2 separate regions of the Mus musculus genome follow, and region 1 is linked to region 2. The links are chromatin contacts, called in public promoter capture Hi-C maps. All regions are on one chromosome and are shown on one strand. The core of a region is the stretch at or near the end of the contact, and the rest is flanking DNA. Distances in the headings are between cores, read along the strand shown. Region 1 holds the start of Tmem8b (transmembrane protein 8B). Region 2 holds the start of Tesk1 (testis specific protein kinase 1).

Region 1 (4,733 bases), core at 573-3,072, 230 kb after region 2:
ATTATCTTCTGCCTGGCGGTACAGTACCATTGGCTCTCCACTACCACCTCTGCATATCCACCCACTCAACCTTACACTTAGGACATATTTTATAAACATCCCAAACTAACACTTTACTCAGGCACCATGTATGCATCTGGGACCAGATGAGCTTGAGAGGCAATGCAGCACACAGGAGCAGAATGGATGGCTTGTCTCCAGGATGCTGTGAAGAGGGAGGGTGCTAGATTCACCCTAGAAAGATCCAGGAGGGAAGCTCTTTCCTCCTCCAGCAAGACCTTTTGAACACACACAACCTTCTGAACCAGCCTAATGGATGACATCCAAGTTTCTTGGCCCTGACTGGCAAGGTCTGTTGTCACCACCTCAGACCCTTTCAGGTGCTAAGGAATGAACTGGAGGCTTTTATATGCTGGCAAGTGCTCTATCATGGAGCTACACCCAAAAACCCTTGGTATTTTGAGACAGGGTCTCACTATAGGCCTGGCTGGCCTAGAATTTGGACCAAGCTGGCTTTAAACTGGCAATAATTCTCCTGCCTCTACTTCCCAGGTACTGAAATTACAGGCCAGTGCCACCACTCGGGCTTCCAACACAGACCCTGTCATCTGTACAAGTCTATCATCATTTGTAAGAGCTACTTAAGGATTCACGTGTTTCTCTGATCTGTAGTGTGTCCCGTGTCTCAGAGACAGTATTAGCTACCTTGAGATATTGCATCTTAAGCTCATTAGAGCGATCTCTCAGCAGAAGACCTGGGTTTAATTCTCAACATGGCTGCTCACGACCGCCCGTAATTCTAGTCCCAAGGGCTCTGACCCTCTCTTCCAGCCTCCACAGACACTGTACTCATGTGGTGTACAAATATACACGCAGGCAAACACACCCATACACATAAAATAAAATTAAAGGTTTGTTTTTTAAAAAAGTAATTACTTTCCCTGGGGTCTTTCTACAGGGCAAACTAGCAAAGGGGCAGAGGGAGGATGACGAGAAAGTGGGTGAGAACGCGGACAAAAAGTAGAGGACGAGCGGGGAAGGACAGATGGTATTAGGAAAAGTGGCAGGGTAAAGGGCTGGGGTGGAGGGCTGTTTGAAAAACTACCTACCTCTCTGCTTGGGCTTGGTGATCCCAAGTCCTTAGGTCAGGATCTTTACCTGGGTTGGAGGGGGAAGTATTGATTCTGACCTACGGAATGGTTTTGCTGTTGATGAGCCAGGCTGTAGGTGCTAACTGAGAGGCCTTGTTAAGTTTGTTTGGGAAGGCGTAGGCACCTGCAGACCTTAGCAAAGGGACTCTGGCCCCAGTTGATAAAGGCAGTAAAGGGAAGGAAGAAGAGAGGTCCAGGGCCAATGAAGGATGCGCTCTAGAACCCAGGACAGGCTTCGATCCCCAGGGCAACAGAAATGCCAAGTAGTCTCCAGGGCAACAGAAGTCTTCTCGTCATCTCCGGGCGTGGGTGAGGTTTCCTGAGAGGGCTGCTTTGGATCTAGTTGGGATCAGAGTTGAGTGAGTCTCTCTGTAGGCTGTGCAGACCTAGGAATGGGAGGAACACGGCCCGAGAGGAGCCTGGTTTTGTGAATTTCTGGAAGGTTTCTGTACAGTATGTGAGCCGCGTTCACTGGGAGATGTGGACCTGAGAGGTGACCCAGGGCCGGGCGGTGAGGCTTGAGACAGAGGCTCTAAGGTAGGCAGCGCAGCAGGCTTCAGTTAGAGGCCAATAGAATTGGGTAGGGGCGGGCTTTGCTGAGAGCGGCCAATCGCATGGGGCGCGGGGCGGAGCGTCAGGCGAGCGTCACGCCGCGGCCGCCGCGGGGCCTGGTTAACGCCGGTTCAGCGCAGCCCGGAGTCGCCCAGGCCTGAACTCCTCCCCAGGTCCCGGCCCCGGCCCCGGCCCCGGCCCCAGCCCCGAGCCCGCGAGGACGCCAGAGGCCACCCCCCGGGGGTGGGGAGCGGAGCCGCGGGTCAGCTCTACGAGCGTCCCGTGCTGGCCTGGCCGGCCCCGCCCCCGCCCCGGGCCATGGCCCAGCCCTTGTCCCGGCCCCTCATCCTATCCCAATTTCAGCCTTGGCCTCCGGCCACGCCCTCGCCCCGCTTCCCAAACCTGTCCAGGCCCCGGCCGGTGTCCCAGCGAATGTCCAGGTCCAGGTCCCCGCTTCAACCCCGGTCCCTGCCCCCAGCCTGGCCGCTATCTCCGCCTCGGCCCTTGTTCCACCCCTTGTCACAATTCCCAGCCCAGCATCTGACCCTGTCCCATTCCCCGCGTTTGCTTAAGCCCCTGGCCCAGCCACAGCCCTTGCTTCAATCTCCATCACACCCACTCCTTCCATCACACCTTCTGCCCTTGTTTGAGCCCCGGTGCTCAGTTCAGCGCCACCCAAAAAAAGCCCAGTCTTTGCCCCCATCTCTATGTTTGCCCAAGTCTCTTCCACTGGGTCCCCGCCTCTCTCATACTCTACCCCTCTCCCAGCCTCGACTCAGGTCTGGGCTCCAGCTGCCACCAGCCCTATTGCTGCTGTTGCTGTTTTCTGTCCTTGGTCCAGGGGCTGGTGAGTGGAGAAGCGGAAAGGATTGAGACCGGATGGGGTTCCAGGGAGGGATAGCTTGGAAAGAGTCGGGAGAGGTGGGACTTGGTGAGCTCGGTCACTGGGGGAAGAAATGTGTGTGTGTTGGAGGGGAAGAGCAAGAAGGGGGCTTACACAAGAGATGGATTTGCAGCCTTTAAGAGTGGTGAGGCAGGGACTCTCAGGTAGTTCAGCAGGTTGCTAATAGTCCTCAAGAGATGGAGATCTCCTTTCCCGGTGTCCATCCTGACTCCTTGAGTCTGGCTTACCCTGGGAAGTCTTGGGGACTTTGCTCCTTTTGTTTCCAAAGTTTTATGGAGAGGACATAGTAAAAGCTTTTATTGTAACCTGAGATATGGAGACACTGTAGCCTAAAACTTTGAGATAACAAACACGCATTAAAAGAAAAAAGGGCTGAAAAGCAGTTTTGAAGACAATATGTTGCATTATATAGATGGACATGGGTTATTTACTCTTTCTTCTTGTGCTGGGTCTTTCCCTAAGCAATCATAGCTGGGCTAAGGATAGTTTTTGATACGTTTAAAGCATGACTGAACCTCAGCACAATTCTGCAGATGAGGAAACTGAGGCTCAGGCAGGGAGCAGTTCAAAGTTGTGTTCTACATAGATGGCAATAGTGGAGCTAGAAAAAAAGGTTTCCTAATTCCCGTGACATAGTGGTTGTCTCCCTCCCCTCTTCCTCTGACTACAATACCCGATTGAAGTATTCCTCCATTGACCCAAGGCATAATCTCTTTCATAAACTGTTTCTCACTTGTATCTAGTTCAGGAAGCCCCTTGGCTGGTTAGTAGAGCCGCCCAGCCTCTTAATGGTCAGAATGAGAGAAGCAGAGAGGGGCCTAGCTTAAGGGGCAGAGGTGGTCCCATCAGGAAATGGCTAGTGTTCAAGGTCTTAGCCCCAAGCCACCTTTGCTGAGTGGCTCTGTATCGAGAGATTGTCCCAACTGTCTTTGGCAATAACAGCTAGCTGCAGCTGTGGGTGGCAGGGGTTTTCAATGATCTCAGTGGGTCTGCTCAGTGTACAGCCTGAGATCAGTGCCATCTGAGGGTCGTAGGCCTGCAGAGACGTGTGGGGACTGTGTACTTGTGTGTATAACAGGGACCTGGGAATGGTGCATGTGTGCCATGCATTCACTCTTGCATGTTGGTGAGCTGCATTTGATCTGAATATACGTGAGCTGATAATGTCTTTGGAGTGCATATATTATTGTGTGAGGGGGAGGGGATGCTATATGGCCTACACACTTCTCAGCTTGGCACGCTCCTCTTAGGAACATATCACCAAAATGCTACTTTTAGAAGCAGGTAATTCCTAGGCTTGAAGGAAGCATTAGAGGTGTGTGTGTGTGTGTGTGTGTGTGTGTGTGTGTGTGTGAATGAATGTTCACATCCATGTGTGTGTTTACTTAGGCTAGGGGCTACTTTATTCCCTGGAGACTATCTCTCATTGAACCTGAAGCTCCTATTACGCACCTGTCTTTATTGCACATGCACCGGCATGTATGGTCATGCTAGGCTTCCTCCTCCTCCCTCTTCTTCCTCTTTCTTCTCTTCCTCTTCTCCCTCTTCCTCCTTCTTTCCCTCCTCCTCCTCCTTCAAATGTGGGCATTGGGATTTCAACTCAGGTTTTCATACCTAGATAGCAAATATTCATACCCACTGATTGTCTCCCTAGACCTTGAGATCTTATTCATCATCCACCCAGTCTCCTGGGAGGAAGGACCCAGGATGGGGGGGGGGTAGACATTCGTTGTTGACTACAGTGCAGGATCGACACTTTCCGAAGCAGCTGGCAATTAGCTTTTGGTTTTGATGAGGAGAGTTTGCACACACACACACACGATTTAGGTGAAACACCTTCACGTTATTGTAGAAGGGACATCAGGACAAGCTCATTTAGACTTGGGTAGACATGCTTTCTGGGACATGGTTCTGGTAGGCCCTGTTAAAATTCCAAATCAAAGCATGAGATGGATAGGGCAGTTTTCCAAGGAGCCGCCCTGCCTCCAACTCCTATGTTACCCCCAAAGCTCCAGGCTTCTATCTACTCCTTTTCCAACAAGTACATCCTGGGACACCCCAACTCCACCCCCATATTCTCTGGCTGTGTTGAGGTTGGCTTAGGCAGGTCCATTCTCCAGGCCAAG
Region 2 (4,629 bases), core at 272-2,771:
TGCCACACACATTCCACCTAGGCCACTCCCACTCCAACAGGCCAGCCCTGGTGGCCAGGTGCTCACAATCCACACCACCCCATGGCGACTTCTCCACCCTCCCTTCCTTCTCTCCTCTCTTCTGTGCCTGAACACAAGCCCGGGAACCTTCAGCCCCACCTACCTCTTCTGCCCAGCTATAGGCTGTAGGCATCTTTACTAACCAATCATGAATATACAACAAGAGCTGGTATAGTTGAGGACCTGCTTGTCTTGGAGCAGCCAGGTCATGGGATACAGTTTTTAGCATTTGAATACAGAGCCACAACAGACCAACCCACTACACAACAATGACACCACGATTTAATGAAGATTCCTTTTTCTAATCAGTGGTAAAATAATGCCATAGCTATGCAGCAAATAACTGGGTGCAGGGACAGACATGTGGACAAAACACGTGGCCATGAGTTACTCCCAGGATAGTCACAGGCCCAGAGGGTATCTGAAAGCAGGTATATTTACTAGAGAAAGAAGGGAGTGTGCACATGCGTGCTCCCTGAGTGACAGTATATCGTCCCTGTGACCATCATTATTGCTGGCTGATGATAATCTACCTCCTACACTCAACAGCTTTTCCACCTGAACTTTTAAAAACTGGTGATACCAGTTTTAAACCTTGATAGAAACCTAACGATGAACCTGGCTGCTGCACTCCCCCAACACACACACACACACACACACACACACACACACACACACACACACACAGAGCTTCTCAGGCACATCAACATTCCCTCCTTTTTACTAGTGTATCCTAGCTCAGTCTTGCATCCCCAGCAGAGGGAACCACCACACGGCCTTCTTCCTAAACACTCCCTCTCACCATAACCACCACAGCGCCCTTCCTAAACACACACACACAATTCAGCATGAAACTACTGTCACAGACATTGATCCTCAAAATGACTAATGGGACAGAATCCAGTGTCAGTTAAGCTTACTACAGTGAGGGTATCCTACAGGTACAAATTCCGAGTGTCTTCAGACCTTGCACAAACTATGGAAAATAAAATCCTGCCAGGAGGGGTAGCATATGTTTGTAATCCCAGCACAAAGTGGTATGGTGTGGTATGAATCCAAAGCCAGCATGGGCTACAGGGCAAGACCGTTTCAATCTCTACACAAAAGATTACAAATAGGTTCTCAGAATTAACTCTAATTTAATGCGATGAGTATGTTTTGCTGTTACCAGTGGGGGAAAAGAACACGCATTGGCCTACTCTCCTTTTCTAGAACAACTGTGCATGACTGTTCTCTCTCCAAACCTGAACGATTCCCTTATACGGTGCACTCTCAAGACGGCCTTGCACATTCAGCCTGCCCTCACTCCATTCCGCCGCGAGGTGGCAGGACGCTCACGGATGCCAGGAGACCTCTGCCGGGATCCAGTGACGTCACGCAACCCTAGCGACGATTGGCTACCTTCCCGATGACCTTGAGGGGAGGAGTCCGTGGCAGAGCCGGAAACATCGGCAACAGCGAAAGCCACGTCCCGAGACCGGGCGTGCGCACTCCGAGGATCCCAACCGCTGTAGAGGCCTCTGCACCTCCTCCTCTGGACTGAGGGGGCACACTGGCGTCTACCGACGTGGGGCGCAACCTGCCGAAAGGGGTCACACCGCTGGGCGCTAGCGAGGGGAGGAGTCACCTTGAGAGGAGGGGTCACAATGACTAGCCGAGTCACTCTGCCAGGTCTCTTTTAGTGAGAGGAACACAAAGAGGAGGGGGTGCAGCACTGAGGGGCTCGGGGAACACACGGATGTAGCAGTGTCATCCGTAGGAAAGGTCCCCCGAAGGAGAGCGGGCTCCGAGGGGCAGCGGCCTTTGAGGGGGCGGGATCCTGCCGAGGGCGGGGCCTCCTTGCAGGTGCAGGCGTCTCCGAAGAGAGGGTTATTAGGACAAAGAAGTAAGAGGGTGGTCACCGGATCGAGCGTCGGAATCTCAACTTTACTTAGGGGGATGGAGATGGAGTGAGAAGGAGTCGAGCAGGTCAGGGATGCGAAGGCCAGAGGCTCCCTACAGCCCTGGATACTGCGATCGGAGAAGACAGGTGTTAGCGAGCCCCGAGATTTAGAGTGTCGGGGTCAGAAACCCCCCTGAAATGGACAGTCGGAGTCGGACGCAGACCGGGCAGGCAGCGTGGTCGATCCGTGGAGCCCAGGGCGCAGGAGAATTAGCGCCAGCAGTCAACCCTCAAGTCGTCCTGTGATTCACGCCCCGGCCTACGCGCGGGGGACGCACCTGAGGGGGCGTGGCCGGGCCGCAGCCCGGGCTCCAAGGAGTTAACCGCAGACCGGGCCGGGCCCCGCCCCGGGCAGGCCGCACAGCCTGAGCCCGGCGGCGAAGCGGAGCAGCAGCCGCCCGCGGGGAGCCCGCCGCCGGCGCCCGGGAGCGCCGCCGCCGCCCGGCCCAGGCCCAGGCCCAGGCCCCGCGCAGAGCGGAGAGCCGCGGCGTTCCACCGGGCCCAACTCGCCGGCGCGGCGGGGGCGGGCCCAGGACCTTCGGCAGGTCCTCCAGGAGTCCACCGGGCGGGAGTCCCGGCCCCCGGGATCGGGTTGGGCCGGCGCCCATGGCGAGCGCGGCCTGCCCGGGTCCCGGGGATCCGGCCATGTGAAGCAGGCCGGGGCTGGGGGCCCGGCCATGGCCGGGGAACGGCCGCCGCTGCGGGGCCCCGGGCCCGGAGAGGCTCCGGGGGAGGGGCCGGGGGGCGCAGGCGGAGGCCCGGGCCGGGGCCGGCCCTCCTCCTACCGGGCCCTCCGCAGCGCCGTGTCCAGCCTTGCGCGTGTGGACGATTTCGACTGCGCAGAGAAGATCGGGGCCGGTTTCTTCTCTGAGGTCTACAAGGTAGGACCCGCAGAGAGGACAGAGGGGCGGGACCGAGCCTTGGACGGGAGGCTAGAACTTAGAGGCCCCGCAGCCTGGGTTAGAGATCCTTGAGCTAGCAGCCACCCAACCTGTCGGGCACACACGGAGCCTTGCCTCCCCCAGGTTCGGCACCGACAGTCGGGACAAGTCATGGTGCTGAAGATGAACAAGCTCCCCAGTAACCGGAGCAACACGCTAAGGGAGGTGCAGCTGATGAACCGGCTCCGGCACCCTAACATCCTCAGGTGAACGGCCTAGCCTCTTGCTGGACAGCTTGCTGGGCAGGAGGAAAAGTCCCTTGGGAAAGGAGGGAGATGCAGTGGAGCCCGGGCTCTTACAGCGTATCCTTTATCCTCCCCATCACCTTTCAGGTTCATGGGGGTCTGTGTGCACCAAGGGCAGCTGCACGCGCTTACAGAGGTAAGCATTAAGCATAGGCCAGGAAAGAGGGAAGGCACCACACCCCCAAGTGAGAGTGTCAGTGATCTTGGTGGGTCTGCTGGGAAATTAAAAAGAAGCCACCTGCCTGCCCAGGACCTCAGGACCTCCTCCAACTAAAGGCTTCCTGAACTTCCCTGTGTGCAAACCACTTATTAGAATACTCAGCTGGAGTTAGTGATGGAGATATTTTGTATCTGGGTCCAATACAGGAGCCACTAGCTACACGTGGAATAGACTAAAACAAGAGCTGGTGTAACAAAAGAATGTCTGATTATATTTAAATGTATTGGATAACATAGCTGTACATAGTCCTACTGTGAGAGACAGGGTAGCCTAGTATATAAATGGGAACCTTAGAGCACAGACCCACCAACCCTTTTGACCTTTGTGAGCCTCCTGAGTGTCAACTGTCTTAGGAGTGGCAGGCACAGAGCACCGACATTCACACACCTTGTCTTTCCCCATGTCCCAGTATATGAATGGGGGCACCCTGGAACAGCTGCTCAGCTCCCCAGAACCCCTCTCCTGGCCAGTCAGGCTCCACCTAGCCCTGGACATTGCACAAGGCCTACGGTACCTACACGCCAAAGGTGTGTTTCACCGAGACCTCACATCCAAGGTAGGCTGGCCAAGACGGGTGGAACGATTAAAGAGGGTTTGTGACTGTTAAGTTGTAATTGGCCTGTGGATATTGACATGTAGGTAGTAGATACGTTAGGATGTCGGGGTGCCAAGGTGTTGGAAACTATTAAAGAATGGGGACAGCAAGAGGGCTGGGGAATTGAGTACTGAGTGAGGTGGTGATAATGAGGTGCATTGGAGAACTGGGAGGGAAGGTTGGAGTAGTGCTTAGTGCTGTAGTGACACAGGGCTTTGGGGTATATACTGGAAGACCAGAGCAGGGGACGAGTATGTGAGGATGCTTGTGTGTGTGTGTCAGAACTGTCTGGTCCGAAGGGAAGACCGAGGCTTCACAGCTGTTGTGGGTGACTTCGGACTGGCTGAGAAGATTCCTGTGTATAGGTAAGGTGAACACCCTTCTTACCCCAAGCCTCCCAGGGGTGCCCTATACATGAGTGAACCCCCCAGGGGTATTCTCTGTGGATGGAGAGGAGGCTTGCCCCATCCCCTTTAGTTTGGGGGAGATGTCTGAACTGGAGATGTGACCACCCTGCCTCTGCAGGGAAGGGACAAGGAAGGAGCCCTTGGCTGTGGTGGGCTCCCCGTACTGGATGGCTCCAGAGGTGTTGCGGGGAGAGCTGTATGATGAGAAGGTAAGAGACC

Evidence for each region. Capture Hi-C pulls out chosen DNA fragments and counts their contacts.
Region 1: a contact with region 2 is called in a promoter capture Hi-C map of pancreatic islet. The contact joins the promoter of Tmem8b here to the promoter of Tesk1 in region 2. A contact is called at or near these places in 10 of 39 promoter capture datasets (the 3T3-L1 cell line, 3T3-L1-derived adipocytes, the HPC-7 cell line and 5 more), 2 of 15 datasets of contacts at CTCF or cohesin (large pre-B cells and pro-B cells), 58 of 484 Hi-C or Micro-C datasets (B cells, the Ba/F3 cell line, the C2C12 cell line and 38 more), 21 of 115 datasets of contacts at active chromatin or transcription factors (the 230-238 cell line, the SCID.adh cell line, T-cell acute lymphoblastic leukemia and 12 more) and 4 of 9 other capture datasets (adipose tissue, embryonic stem cells, liver and 1 more).

What each region holds. Positions count from the first base shown.
Region 1 is chr4:43,667,485-43,672,217 of GRCm38.p6, forward strand. Tmem8b (transmembrane protein 8B) reads left to right here and starts at 1,823. Exons shown (of 13, transcript NM_001368840.1): 1 at 1,823-2,550. The coding sequence starts at 2,022. It overlaps Fam221b (family with sequence similarity 221, member B), which reads right to left and starts at 1,375. Exons shown (of 7, transcript NM_175517.3): 1 at 1,110-1,375.
Region 2 is chr4:43,440,756-43,445,384 of GRCm38.p6, forward strand. It overlaps Tesk1 (testis specific protein kinase 1), which reads left to right and starts at 1,522. Exons shown (of 10, transcript NM_011571.3): 1 at 1,522-2,883; 2 at 3,028-3,149; 3 at 3,276-3,324; 4 at 3,818-3,964; 5 at 4,286-4,368; 6 at 4,529-4,619. The coding sequence starts at 2,680.